2 separate regions of the Mus musculus genome follow, and region 2 is linked to region 1. Evidence: chromatin contacts called from public promoter capture Hi-C data. All regions are on one chromosome and are shown on one strand. The core of a region is the stretch at or near the end of the contact, and the rest is flanking DNA. Distances in the headings are between cores, read along the strand shown.

The links. Promoter capture Hi-C pulls out the DNA fragments that hold promoters and counts their contacts.
Region 2: a promoter capture Hi-C map of the C10 cell line shows a contact between it and region 1, with 8 times the contacts expected there. The contact joins the enhancer-like site here to the promoter of Sco2 in region 1. A contact is called at or near these places in 5 of 39 promoter capture datasets (the C10 cell line, cranial neural crest, hematopoietic stem and progenitor cells and 2 more), 4 of 115 datasets of contacts at active chromatin or transcription factors (bone marrow-derived macrophages, embryonic stem cells and pancreatic cancer cells) and 1 of 9 other capture datasets (liver).

The regions. Positions count from the first base shown.
Region 1 is chr15:89,371,308-89,377,504 of GRCm38.p6, forward strand. Sco2 (SCO2 cytochrome c oxidase assembly protein) reads right to left here and starts at 2,584. Exons shown (of 3, transcript NM_001111288.2): 1 at 2,376-2,584; 2 at 2,116-2,295; 3 at 323-1,158. The coding sequence starts at 1,142. The coding sequence ends at 375. Ncaph2 (non-SMC condensin II complex, subunit H2) reads left to right here. Exons shown (of 20, transcript NM_001115132.2): 20 at 4-1,543. The coding sequence ends at 144. It overlaps Tymp (thymidine phosphorylase), which reads right to left and starts at 5,729. Exons shown (of 11, transcript NM_138302.2): 1 at 5,678-5,729; 2 at 5,270-5,450; 3 at 4,932-5,134; 4 at 4,195-4,293; 5 at 3,689-3,818; 6 at 3,450-3,568; 7 at 2,944-3,106; 8 at 2,625-2,855; 9 at 2,376-2,516; 10 at 2,116-2,295; 11 at 324-1,158. The coding sequence starts at 5,441. The coding sequence ends at 2,138. It overlaps Odf3b (outer dense fiber of sperm tails 3B), which reads right to left. Exons shown (of 5, transcript NM_001013022.1): 5 at 6,142-6,197.
Region 2 is chr15:88,698,849-88,705,045 of GRCm38.p6, forward strand. Brd1 (bromodomain containing 1) reads right to left here. Exons shown (of 13, transcript NM_001033274.3): 8 at 1,925-2,422. Among named protein-coding and RNA genes, the nearest start is that of Gm41377, 32 kb to the right of the region's middle. Within about 2 kb of position 3,868, at least 13 of the 459 cell types and tissues checked have an H3K27ac peak or open chromatin away from gene starts, as enhancers often do.

The DNA of each region.
Region 1 (6,197 bases), core at 1,334-3,833:
CAGGCTAATGACTACACAGTGGAGATCACTCAGCAGCCAGGACTGGAGGCAGCTGTGGACACAATGTCTCTGAGACTGCTCACACACCAGCGAGCCCACACCCGCTTCCAGACCTATGCTGCACCATCCATGGCCCAGCCTTGAGTGGACAGCACTGAGGCAGGGGTGGAAAGTAGTATATACCTGGAGGTCTTTGCCCCTAATGTGCTATGGGGCCATTCACTCCAGTGCTGCCTCCTGGCTGGCCTAGCCTAATAAAGTGTTGCTACCCCACCTGTTCACCGGACAGACTATTTAAATGAGCTGCTGGTACAGAGCACATGCACAGATTAAGTACATCCATTTAATGACAGGGCCTAGGCAATAGGTATAGTTCAGGGCAAGACACTGTGGAAGGCAGCTATGTGCCGACGTATACTCTCTACGATCTGCTCTGCTGACCTGCTGCGACCATAGTAATCGGTGAAAAGACCATCAGGGTTGAGCAGATAGATGGCAATGGAGTGGTCCACAATGTAGTCCTGGTCCTCATCCTTAGGCCCAGCGCTGTAGTATACGCGGTAGTTGCGACTAGCATGGGCCACCTGTTCTGTAGAACCGGTCAGACCTAACAGTCTTGGGTGGAATTCTTGCACATAGCGGGCCATGGCTGCCACGTCATCTCGTTCTGGGTCCACAGTGATGAAGACAGGCTGCACCAGGGGCAGGTCAGGCTCCGCCTCTAGCTTCCGCACCACCTGCACTAGCTTTTCCAGCTCATCGGGGCAAATATCAGGGCAGTGAGTAAAACCGAAGTACATCAGCACCCACTGGCCTCGGAAGTCGGCTTTGCATCGAGGCTGGCCTTTGTGGTCTAGTAGGCTGAAGTCACCCTGGCCCACAGCAGCCTGGCGCAGGGCCTCTGTACGCTGCTGTTGGCGCCACTGTTCCTTCTCAGCCCTCGCGGCCAGCCAGGCCCAGCCTAGCCCAGCCCCAAACAGGGCTGTGATCAGCAGTCTAGTTCTTAGCCCAGGGCCTTGGCGCTGGCCCTGCCCTGCCCAGTGTCGGGAATTTCTATGCAGAGTTTCACCTCCTGAGATCCTGAGGAGGGGTTTGAACTGAGAGAGCTTGGGCCAAGCTTTGGGCCCTAGAGCCAGTAGCATCGTGGACCTGAAGCTCCTGGAAAAGAACAAAGGTGGCAAAAGTCAGAAAAGAATGGACAAGATGTCTAGGCCTCCGCTGCTGGACAAGCATCTGCCCCACATTCAAGCAGGTTATCTAGCTGCCTGCACCGGCTCGTCTCAACTCAGAACTGCTCTGCCGTAAGCTGCATGCAGTCCAGGCAACACCAAAAGTCCATAGCTGGTTTGCTCTAACCTACGTCTTTAACCAGGGAGTCTCAGCCTCATGACCCCAACCTCTGGAGAACCCACGCCACAACTGCCAAGCCTCCCTGTGGATTCTTGGAAGCACCGCGAATATGCTTTGCCTGGGCACTGGGATGCATGTGTCTATTTACAATAAATTGTTCTTTATAGGGAGGCTGTTGATCCTCTGGCTGACCACCTTTAAGAGGTGATCCTTTCTAGCTTTAGGGTCACTTCAGGGTAATCTGGGGCTCAGCAGAAAACAAGTGCCTCCAGCTTGTTTTCTGTAATGTAACACAGCTCAGCCCACTGTGCCTTGAACTGTCTGACCTTCACCTTCCTGGGCAGGCAGACTCCTCTGCACTTAACTGGATGCCGTACCCTGCCCCTCTGCAGTCCCTCAGCCCTGCCATCTCCCTTCATCCTCCCCCCCCCCCCTCTCCCCAGGGAAGGTTGTTACAACTAGCATTTAGAGCCACTGGCATCCAGCCTACTGGGCTCCCCCAGTATGTTGCCCCCGTGTGGCTACAACCTGGATCTCTTATGAGATGGAGGATACGTCCAGGGCACCATCAGCCCTGAGCTAGGACCAGTCCGAGAAGATGGGACTGGCAAATATTCCCAATATGTCCATTTTCTGGGCCTCAGAAGGTCTCTAGCTCATGTGATAAGCTAGATGAAGCAGTAGCAGCAGAGTATGAGGCCACATGTTAACAGCGTCCTCACCCAGTCCCACCCCTTGGGGGAGGACTTGCCCAACTGAACTCACCTGGCTGAGCTGGGTTCGAGACTTAGGGCTGTGCGATGGTCGGTGGGAGGACAAGTTCAGCGAAGGGTGAAGGGACCTTGAAGGGTGCTCGATCTGATAGCACGAGCGCCCCCTGGAGAGTGCGTCGCTGCTGACTGCTGAGCGCAGGGCCGTCTAGGTGCACGCGGAGCCAGGGTGTCCCTGCGCGAGCGACAGAGGCGGTTACCTAGGTCACAGCGGGCGACCGGAAGGGTTGTTTATGGATTCCAGACAGCGCTTACCTCGGGACAAACACTGGCCCACGTCGACCAGTACCTCGGCACCCACTCCCGGTCTGATCGGCTGCCCCGCTCGGCTGCGTCCGGCTCCGAGGTCGTGCAGCACACGGGCCAGCGGCAGCGCTCGGACGCACTCAACAATGCCTAAGGGAGAGGGTGGACACTGAGAACCTACTGGAGGCACGTGCCAGGACCAGGAAAGATCGGGAGAGGAAGTGGGTGGGATCTGGTGCCGTTGATATCCGGTCTCACCGTCTGCCGGTGCGAGCAGCTCCTCTTGCTCTCGGGCGTGAGGCAGCAGCTGCCGGCGTTGCGTGGGGCTCCCGGAGCACAATGCTTTAGCTAGGCCGGGGTCCACGCCCTGCGCCGAAAGCATCAGCTGGAAGCGGCGCCGCGCGGAGCCGTCATCCAACGCCGCGGCCACTCGGGCGGCGCCTTGGTCTTGTGTTTCCGCCTGTCCGCTAATCCAAAGAATGGCGCCTCCTGCTGGCGGGCGGGGTGGAGCTCAGAAGCTGCAGGGATTGAGAGCTCCTGGCATACAAACTGGTGGTCTTAACTCCAGCCCTCTCACCTAGCCTAATGACCAGGTCCCGCAGATCCGGCGGCCCCGCACCATCCAGGCAAAGCAACGCTTCTTCCACCTCCAGGGTATGGCCCACGCTGCGGCCCAGAGGGTTATCCATGGCGGTCAGGGCTGCGGCGACCTTCAGCCCCAGGCTCACTCCCACTCTAACCTGGGGAGGCATTATTCAGTATCCGGCATTATCAAATCCCATACCTGCTGTCCCTGGGTTAAGGTGTCAGTAAAGGCTTAGGTTAGAGATCAGAAACCAACACTGCCAGGCCTCAGAGGGGATGGGGGTGTTCTGGTTGGTTGCCCTAAGTGGCGGGGGTTCTGTGGAGGATTTCCCCAGGTCCGCAGTCAGGACAGCTTTGATTGGATAGGGTAGGAGGGCTGGAAAGAGGAATTGCCGTTTTATTCTTCCAGGACTGTTGAGTGGGCAGAGGCAGGGATAGGACGGAATGTGAGGCTCATGTCCCTTCATAGAAAGGGCACTGTGGCCTAGCACGGCTCACCAACATCTTTGCCAGTTCTCGGGCCTTCTCCTGGTCTGGGAAGACTGCAGCTCCCCCAAACTTAACATCTACCACCAGAGTGGACAGTCCCTCCACGGCCTTCTTACTGAGGATTGAAGCTGCGAAGACCAGAAACATCATCCCAGGGTATACTTGGGCACAGGAAGAGTTGCCTCTCTGAGAAAAGCGGCAGTGCCTAGCGGACTGTCTGTCAGTCAGGGTACCCCGTTTCAGGTCACCTGTAATGAGTGGGACACTGTCCACAGTGGCTGTCACATCTCGTGCAGCATACAGGATCCCATCAGCAGGAACCAGCTTTGCACTCTGGCCGACAATGCAGCAGCCGACTTCCTCAAGGATGTGCAGCATCTGCTCAGACACCTTCATTAACTTCTAGGGACGGACCCACCCACTGGCCCTGACCACTGACCCAACAGAAGTTCAAAACATGGCCAGCGAGAGTCAGTATGGTTCTGATGGCTAACCTACCAAGGATCCCGATTAGTTATGACAGACACATTAATGCGTACCAGCTAATCAGTGGCTTCTCCCTGTTCCCAAGTAACGATCCCGATCAAAGTTCTCTCGATGACTCCAGGCCTATTTACAACCAATGACCTTTTGAATAGTCAATGTTCTCTCTCATTAGTGACCCAGATAAATAACCTGTCCATTGATCATCCTGTGATTCGGGCCAGTGACTCCCTCAACCCAGATCATTGATCAGTTAGTGGCCCACCTGTACCTGCTCTGGGCTCTGGGTGACACCGAACCCAGGAATCGATTCCAGCTTATCCAGTGTGCCCCCTGTGTGTCCCAGACTGCGGCCGCTGATCATTGGCACCTGGTGGAGAGGGATGCTGACTGCCCCCACGCAGGCCCTTAACCTCATTTTACCTATCCTCTACTAAGAACCTATCCTATCCTCATATGAAATTACTTTTAAAAAAGCAGTTATATTTTAGAGTCTTTTTTTTTTTTTTTTTTTTTTTTTTTGGTTTTTCGAGACAGGGTTTCTCTGTGTAGGTCTGGCTGTCCTGGAACTCACTTTGTAGACCAGGCTGGCCTAGAACTCAGAAATCCGCCTGCCTCTGCCTCCCAAGTGCTAGGATTAAAGGCGTGCGCCACCACGCCCGGCTATTTTAGAGTCTTTTAAACAGTTAATGAGGGTGCCCAATTGGTGGAAAGGAAGATAAACTGTACTTGGTGGGAGCAGTTTGTCAGTAGGTCAGGAGTTGGCACACACTCATCTGGGGCCCAAGTCTGAAGGACAGGAAGAGGAAGGCCCCGCTCTTTCTTTGTGGGGCCTGCTAGCTCTTAAAGGGTCCTCTTGGGTACAGAGGCAACTCTACTCCATGGTGGAATTTGTGTATTGAGCGATGGGACTGCCCTGGATTTTGTCTTTGAGAGCTTTGAGCCAGGCTGGAGGGTTGGAGGTTCCTGTGAGCGGGTCAGAGGTCTGTAGAGGACGTGGTCACTAACCTTACAGCCGCATGCAGCCAGGGCAGGTGCCAGAACCAGGCTAACCTTGTCACCCACACCTCCTGTGGAGTGTTTGTCAACAAGCTGCTGGTGCCAGGCTTTGGGCCACTCCAGTTGCTGCCCAGACTCTGCAAGGGCCCGAGTCAGCACAGATGTCTCTTCTAGGTTCATTCCCTGCAGCCGAATGGCCATTAGCATGGCCCCTAAGTATGGATACAATGAGCGAGGTGTTCACGCAGTCTGAGTTTTCTGGGGCCGTGATGGTGGTGGGGTACTGTGGATCCCTGAGGTGCGTATGGGGCAGCTGGAAGGGGTGTTGGGGTCTAGTTACCACACACCAATTTGTGTGTCCTGTGCTCTTCCATCTATCACCGCGTGCACGAAGTTTCTGATATCTGCTTCTCTCAGATGCCCTCCATCTCGCTTCAGGCGGATCAGCTCAGGCAGCTGCCTGGGCTCCCCACCTCCTCCCCCTGAGGCCGAGGGAGGTGGTGTCCCTGGAGCTGCCATTGCTCCAGTCTGTAAGGGATATTGAGACACCACTGGAACTCCCCACCTCCACCCCATCCAGGTCTTTGAATCCATGGTCACTTGTCCAAACCTTGCTCTTACAGGGTCTCTGGCACTCACCAGTCTCATGTTTTTCTCTATCCAGCACTGTCCCATTCCCAACCCCATCTGGCTTCCATTTCTCGACCTCACAAATCACTCCCCCCACCCCGCACTCCCCCGCCCACGTCTAGTACCTATTCAATTCAGGGGCCTTTACCAGTTTTCTGGATCTGGCTCGGTTCCAGCCTGTTATCCCTCAGTCCTGCGTGGACTTAGGTACAGAGGAGACAGTTCACCGTCCAGGATTACGGTTAGGAATAGTGGAAAAATAGGGCTGTCCCAGTAGGCGGCACTTGTCAAGGTAAGGCCAATCACCACTTAAGCTCTTCCCCACCTGCTATCTGGCTAATTGGCATTGCCAGGACCTTTAAGGGTCGGGTTACAGCGCTCCGGACCGGAGTTCGCTCTGCCCAGTTCCCTGGGGTCTTGGTATCTATGGGTCCCGAGCACTGCTTGTCCTGTGCGACAGATCTCTAGGCAAGCGACAGATCTCTAGGTTCAGATACCACTGAGACAATCAATGCTCGAACTCACCTCGTCCTCTCCTCCCCCACCCCTCCTTGCCCGCTTCGGAGAAAGAAAGAGAGACACACAGCACTGACTTAGAAAGCTTTAAGTAAACAACCCAGAGCCTGTGCGCGCGTGCTTGCAGGC
Region 2 (6,197 bases), core at 2,618-5,117, 670 kb before region 1:
TTGCTTTTACAAGAGGTTAAAATTAGGAGTCTCAGAAGACTCTGAACTTTCAAACCAGTGAAATTATGAAACAATGGGGACTTCTGAAGTTGGACTAGATACACTTTGCATTGTGATATAGCCACAAGCCTACAGGGGCCCAAGAAACGGAATGTGGTGCTTTCAATGAAACTGTCCCCACAGGATCATATATCTGAATGTTTATCCCCAGTTAGTGCAACTGTTTGGGAAAGATTAGGAGATATGACCTTATTGGAAAAGGTGTGTCACCAGTTTTAAGGTTTCAAAACACAAGCCATTTCCAGTTAGCGTTCTCTCCTGCTTGCACAATCTCTCTCCTCTCTCTACCATCCCAACAAGCTTATGGATCAGATGTAGGCGCTCGGCTAACTTTCTAGCACCATGCCTGCCAGAATGCCTGCCATGCTCCCTGCCATGATGGGGATGGACTAAACCTCAAGAACCATGAGCCACAAATTCCATCATTTCTCTTATAAGTTGCCTTTGTCTCGTGGTATCTCTTCACAGCAATAGAAAAATAACTAAGACACTAATCCTAGGCACCTAGGACCAAAAGCAAAGTGCAAACCTGCCTTACACAGACAGCAGACGTTGAACATCACATCTGATGCTGGCAATCATCGTTTAAGAACACAAGCACCCGCTTCCGCAGTGTTTAATCTAGGGATTAGACAGGAGGAGGCTGTGAGGAAGCCAAGCCAGTGCTGTCAAGCACAACACAGGGAATTTGAGGAAGCCAAGTAAGAGCCGTCAAGTCAAGGACAGCACAGGATGCTAAAGGTATAGGCACACAGGCAACATCTTAGAAAATAACACATCTCAGGTTAACAATAGGACTAGGTGATAGCTCAGTGGGAATTCAGTGACCTGAGTTCAACCCCAGAGTGAAAGGAGACAATCAACTTCCGGTTCTCTCAAGATTTATTCCCCAACCCACACCACACTTTAGCACTCAACCAAACTCACTTAGCTTTTTTTTGTTTGTCTTTTAAAAAACGGGGTTTCTCTGTGTAGCCCTGGCTTTCCTGGAACTTGCTCTAAGGGGTGAGCCATGACTACTCAGCAAGTTTAGCATTTAAAAAAAAGAAAGAGAGACAGACAGACAGACAGACAGACAGACAGACAGACTACCTCCATTAGAAAGAAAAAAGCCTGGCAGTAAAGGAGAAAGGCTTGAGTGGGATTTTACCAGGCATGTGTAGTATGTGCACCCTGATATGTGCTTCCCTCCTAGTCAGGCGCACATGTACTAAAACAACATACAAAACCACTGAGGGAACATCACGGTACTCCTTAAGCCAAGTATGAAGTGTTACAAGTAATGAGATGACAGCATATTTTCAAAGAGCTCAGGGAAGAAGCAGCCCTCAGTAAGGAAGGTTCAGGTTTAAATTGATGGTTCTGAGCTGTGGGAACTGCTCTTAGAAGACCCCACCCCCCGGGCACCTAGTGCCAGATGTGGCCATTCCCAGGTCCCAGTTTACACATATACATGCACACAATAGTCAAGGTATGCAATCAAACTACATACAAGTCAACAAGAAAGGAACAAGGGAGGGGCGGAGCCAGCCATGCCCACTGCATAGCCAGCTGCTGGGCTGCCAAGAGGCTGAATGGCCACTGCCAGAGGACAGCTTACAGCTTTAGCAGTGGAAACAGCCTCAAACAGCCTTTTAAGAGGTCTTTTGGTTGAAAAGCTTTACCCACAAGATAAGGAGTGCACAAACTCATGTCACAGAACCAAAGCCTCTGTACTTGGGAGGTTAAACTTCCAATGAAGTGGAAATGCCAAATCTTGAATCACTGACATGTTGACATGAGTGAGAGGATGCCGCAAAAACAAAAGCTGAGCACCATGGTTTTCTATTATGAGCCCTGGGGGAGAGCTGCCCCTGCCATTTACCTGTGTCCAGGCGCTTTCCCGGGGACTCCTCCTCCACTTCGGAGTCTCCACATGTGCTCCTCGACCTTTTCCTTGGCTGCAGTAGAGTCTCCAACCTCGGAAGGACTACAGACAAAAAGGTTTTGGTCCCTAGCTGAGGAGAAGTTGGCTGGGTTTCAGTGTTCTTGGCAGACTTTGGGGGGCTTACACTTTTCGATTTGCAGAAGAGAACAGAAGTGCGTCTGTTTACATCGCTTGATGGCTCCGCCACTGCGGAGGCCGCCGCCGCCGGCACATCGCCACTACTGGCGAGGGTGGGCTCTGGAGGGTGTCCGCTTACCAGTGCGCTCTGAGTGCAAGTGCTATGTGATTCATTATCAAATGTGACTCTTTTGAATAGTTTACTCTGCTCGGGGTGGAGTTCTACTGGGTTGAGGGTTGGTGGTTCTGAGTTAGTCTCCGAGTTTGAAGGAAGAGGTAATGCATCTGATGGTTCAAGTTTAGGGGGAGAGTTAGCTCCTGAAAAAATTATAAATAAAGTGATTTTGAAAACTGAAGATTATAAAATCTATTATAAAACTTATATAAATGTGAAGTCCACCAAAACACTAATTCAATTAAGGAAACAGCATCACACACATTGGTCTGCGGAGCAGTGTGTAGCCCCGGCCGTCAGGTAACACTGTGTGTTTCCCTAACAAAAGATTTCGGGCCTGGTGTCCTAAGCCCAGGTGCACAAGTTACTTTCTGGAAAAAACTGTGAAAGAGCATTTAACACACAGCAATATTAAAAACCTCATCTGAGTTCAGGACAATCTCTGCATCAGTATTTACTTACCTTGAGGAGGGTGAGACAGTGACAGAACTCAGGGAGCCTTAAAGGTCCCACAGCAGTTTATGCTGCGCCACAGAGTGATAAAGAGAAGAAACAAATACTCAACTGTCTAACCGGGACTTTCTTTTTTGTTGTTGTTTTTGTTTTTGTTTTTTCGAGACAGGGTTTCTCTGTGTAGCCCTGGCTGTCCTGGAACTCAGAAATCCACCTGCCTCTGCCTCTGCCTCCCAAGTGCTGGGATTAAAGGCGTGCGCCACCACGCCCGGCTAGCCAGGACTTTCTAAGCCAAAGCCCAACTTTGGGGAGGTGAGTGGCTGGGAGACTCTAACGAGGCAGCATGGTCTTCCACTCCCTTAGGATACACAGACAATACTCCCTTAGTTCCCCCACTCTACCTTCATATCTCTAAAAATAAAAAAGACCCCCAAAATTATTTCAACCTCTTTAGTAAGGTATTTACAAATTACCAACATGGGAGCTGAAGAGCTGGCTCAGTGGCTAAGAGCACTTGCTGCTCCTGTAAGGGGCATAGGTTCGGTTCCCAGCATCCACGTGGGCAGCCAACAACCCTCTAGAACTCCAGCTCCAAGAAATCCAACGCCCTCACCTGGCCTCTGTGGCACAAGGCCTGTGCACTTGGCACACAGTCATACAATAAAATAAAATAAAAACAAAACCAATATGGACCTGACCAGGGAGAAGCACCTTCCTGTCTCCACACACAAAGCTCAAGCAACAAACAGCAGCAGAGCTCATCGTGGAAGGCTCAGCCCGCTGGGCTCAACTGCTAAAGGTTCTTTCTGGGCAAGATTCTGAGACTCTCACTACAGGACATATGACAGAAAATTCAACAGCATCAGTTTCAACATTCCAAAGTAGCATGAGCATGCATATGTTATCCCTAGGTATGGTTTCTATTTTATTCAAACTACAAGTTTCCCACAAAACATTTACACTATGTCACAATACTTTACATTTAAAAGTCACTCTGAAAGTAAAAGGCTACACAACTTAAAAGCCTTGAGGATGTCCCTGCGTCACTTGATTAACTCAGAACAAAGGCTCTGCGCCAAGATCTCCTCGGGACTCAGCAACACCAGACTGGAAACAGCAACTCTGGCAAGTCAGGTGGCTTGGGCTAATTGTGTGTATGAGAAGCCTGTTGGAGACAACTCCACCACCAAGCAGTGGAAACAGCCTCAAACAGCCTTTTAAGAGGCCTTTGGTTGAAAAGCTTTACCCACAAGATAAGGAGTGCACAAACTCATGTCACAGAACCAAAGCCTCTGTACTTGGGAGGTTAAACTTCCAATGAAGTGGAAATGCCAAATCTTGAATCACTGACATGTTGGATATGACGACATTCTTCCTGCCCACTCGGGTTAGGTTCAGTAACAGCTTTAGGACAGTATTATTTGCAAAGCATACAGGGACACTGAGAAGATGGGATTAGGAACAGTGCAGAGCCGTGCATGGCACTCTTGGTGCACACAAATATGAAAACAGAAGTCGCTGGATGGTGTGTTAGGCTGGTAGAACAGCACATGGCTGTGTTGGATGCCCACCATTGGGCTCACACTGCGTACTTCAGTTTGCCGCCTGTAGCCTGCCTCCGCCGCCGCCTCCTCCTCCTCCTCCTCCTCCTCCTCCTCCTCCTCCTCCTCCTCCTCCTCCACAGCTCTGTACCTCTTCCCTCACTCCAGGCAGCTTATCCTGAGGCTTCCAGGATGTCCAATCCAATCCCTACATACAAGACTACCAGAGAATGGTACCAGAGGCCTCCTGCCCAGGGCTCCAGGCACTGTAGATCTTCCATCCGTTCTCTCCATGGCTAAGAGGTACCAAAGACCTATTTTCTGCCTCCTGCTTAACTTTTCAGATTCGGTCACTGCTGCTAAGACAACAAGTGAACATGCTGTCCCTTCCCACAAGGTCTCCACCACATTTCATCCCCCCCAACCACTGTCTATCAAAAGCTGCTTGCCCACAGGGACTGCATAGCTAGTCACACCCATCTATGGTCCCCTCTACACTCCAGTCCTGCATTCTCCCTGCTCTGTGACAACCAATGAGGTGGAGGAGCCCAGGTTCCCAACTACTGCCCTATAGTTCACTGGCATACTCCTGGGTGTTACAAAAACAATCACACTGGATACAAAAGGCGTTGCCCAGGCCCAAGTGAAGCACCATCTCCAGCAGCCATAGGGCTAGGCTACACAAAGCACTAAAACTCACACTGAGATAGATTTAGCAACACCCAAGGCGTCAGGCTCCTTGATGAGTGAACTCTCACGCCAGAACACAGGGCAGCACCAGTGCCATAGCTAACACTCCCATCAGGTCCCTCAGGCAGGAAGAAAAACCTTACTGGCAGTTAATATACAAACGTTAAACATTGTCCTTTTAAAAACCTCACTGTCTGCTAGCAACTATCACATCCGGATTCGACAGACATCTACTCAGGACCAGCTAGTCCCTTTGACCATGATTCTCTATACACAAGGCCACCAAGCCAACCGAATGCTTCCACCAAAGCCACAGATAACTCTGGATCCCACAGCAAAGTGTGCAGAGACTTTCCATAACTAGAGACTGCACCATCCACACCAGCGATCTATCCTGCTCCCTTCTGCCAGCCCTGAAAGAACAGTGTGTACTGTATTCAATATGGGGTACATACAGTAGGGACAGCACATGGCTGCTGCAGCAACAGTGATGTCCCCCTGGAAGTGCTGATCTGGCCAAGAGTAATCACCAGCACATAGACTCTGAGCTCACCAAAGCTCCTAGTTAGAAATGAATGAGTAAAAACGTCTAAGAGCTCAAGCTTGTCCCCAGGTTTATCATGGCCCCATTCCATGTGTCCCTCAGACTTCAACTGACTGAACTCTTCAACCCTAAGGTCAGCATGGGAGGCCTCCTGACAAACAGCTTGCCCTTTGTACAAGCAAGCCAGGCATGTCCACTGTCCAGGACAGCTAGGGCCTGTTTTGTTCCTCAGATGTTAGCCTTCAGGGGATGTTTCCTCTAATGCAAACACCCTACATGGTATAATACACAAAAATGTTGTTTAATTACAATTTAAGTGAAATTGCTTATTTTATATTAAGATATGCCTTCCTAGGTGTGAAAAATCTATGAGCCTTCTCAAAAAAAAAATAATAATCACAGATTTTTTTTTTTTTAATTGGTCATGATGTCTCAGGGCCCTAGCTGGTCTAGAACTTACTCTATACATCAGGCTGGCCTCTGAACTCAGAGCTCTACCTGCCTCTGCCTCTAGGATGTATGACTGCATCCAACCAAAACATCCTCTTTGGGAAGAATATGCTGAATTACTACGTAATGTCTTGAGTTCAGGGTTCTGTCCCAACATGCATATAGCAATTTCACAGTTCTGTGTCTGCTGTTCACCAGAACTGAAGTGCTCCCCTGTTGCCTGTCTGGAACTCAGTCTCT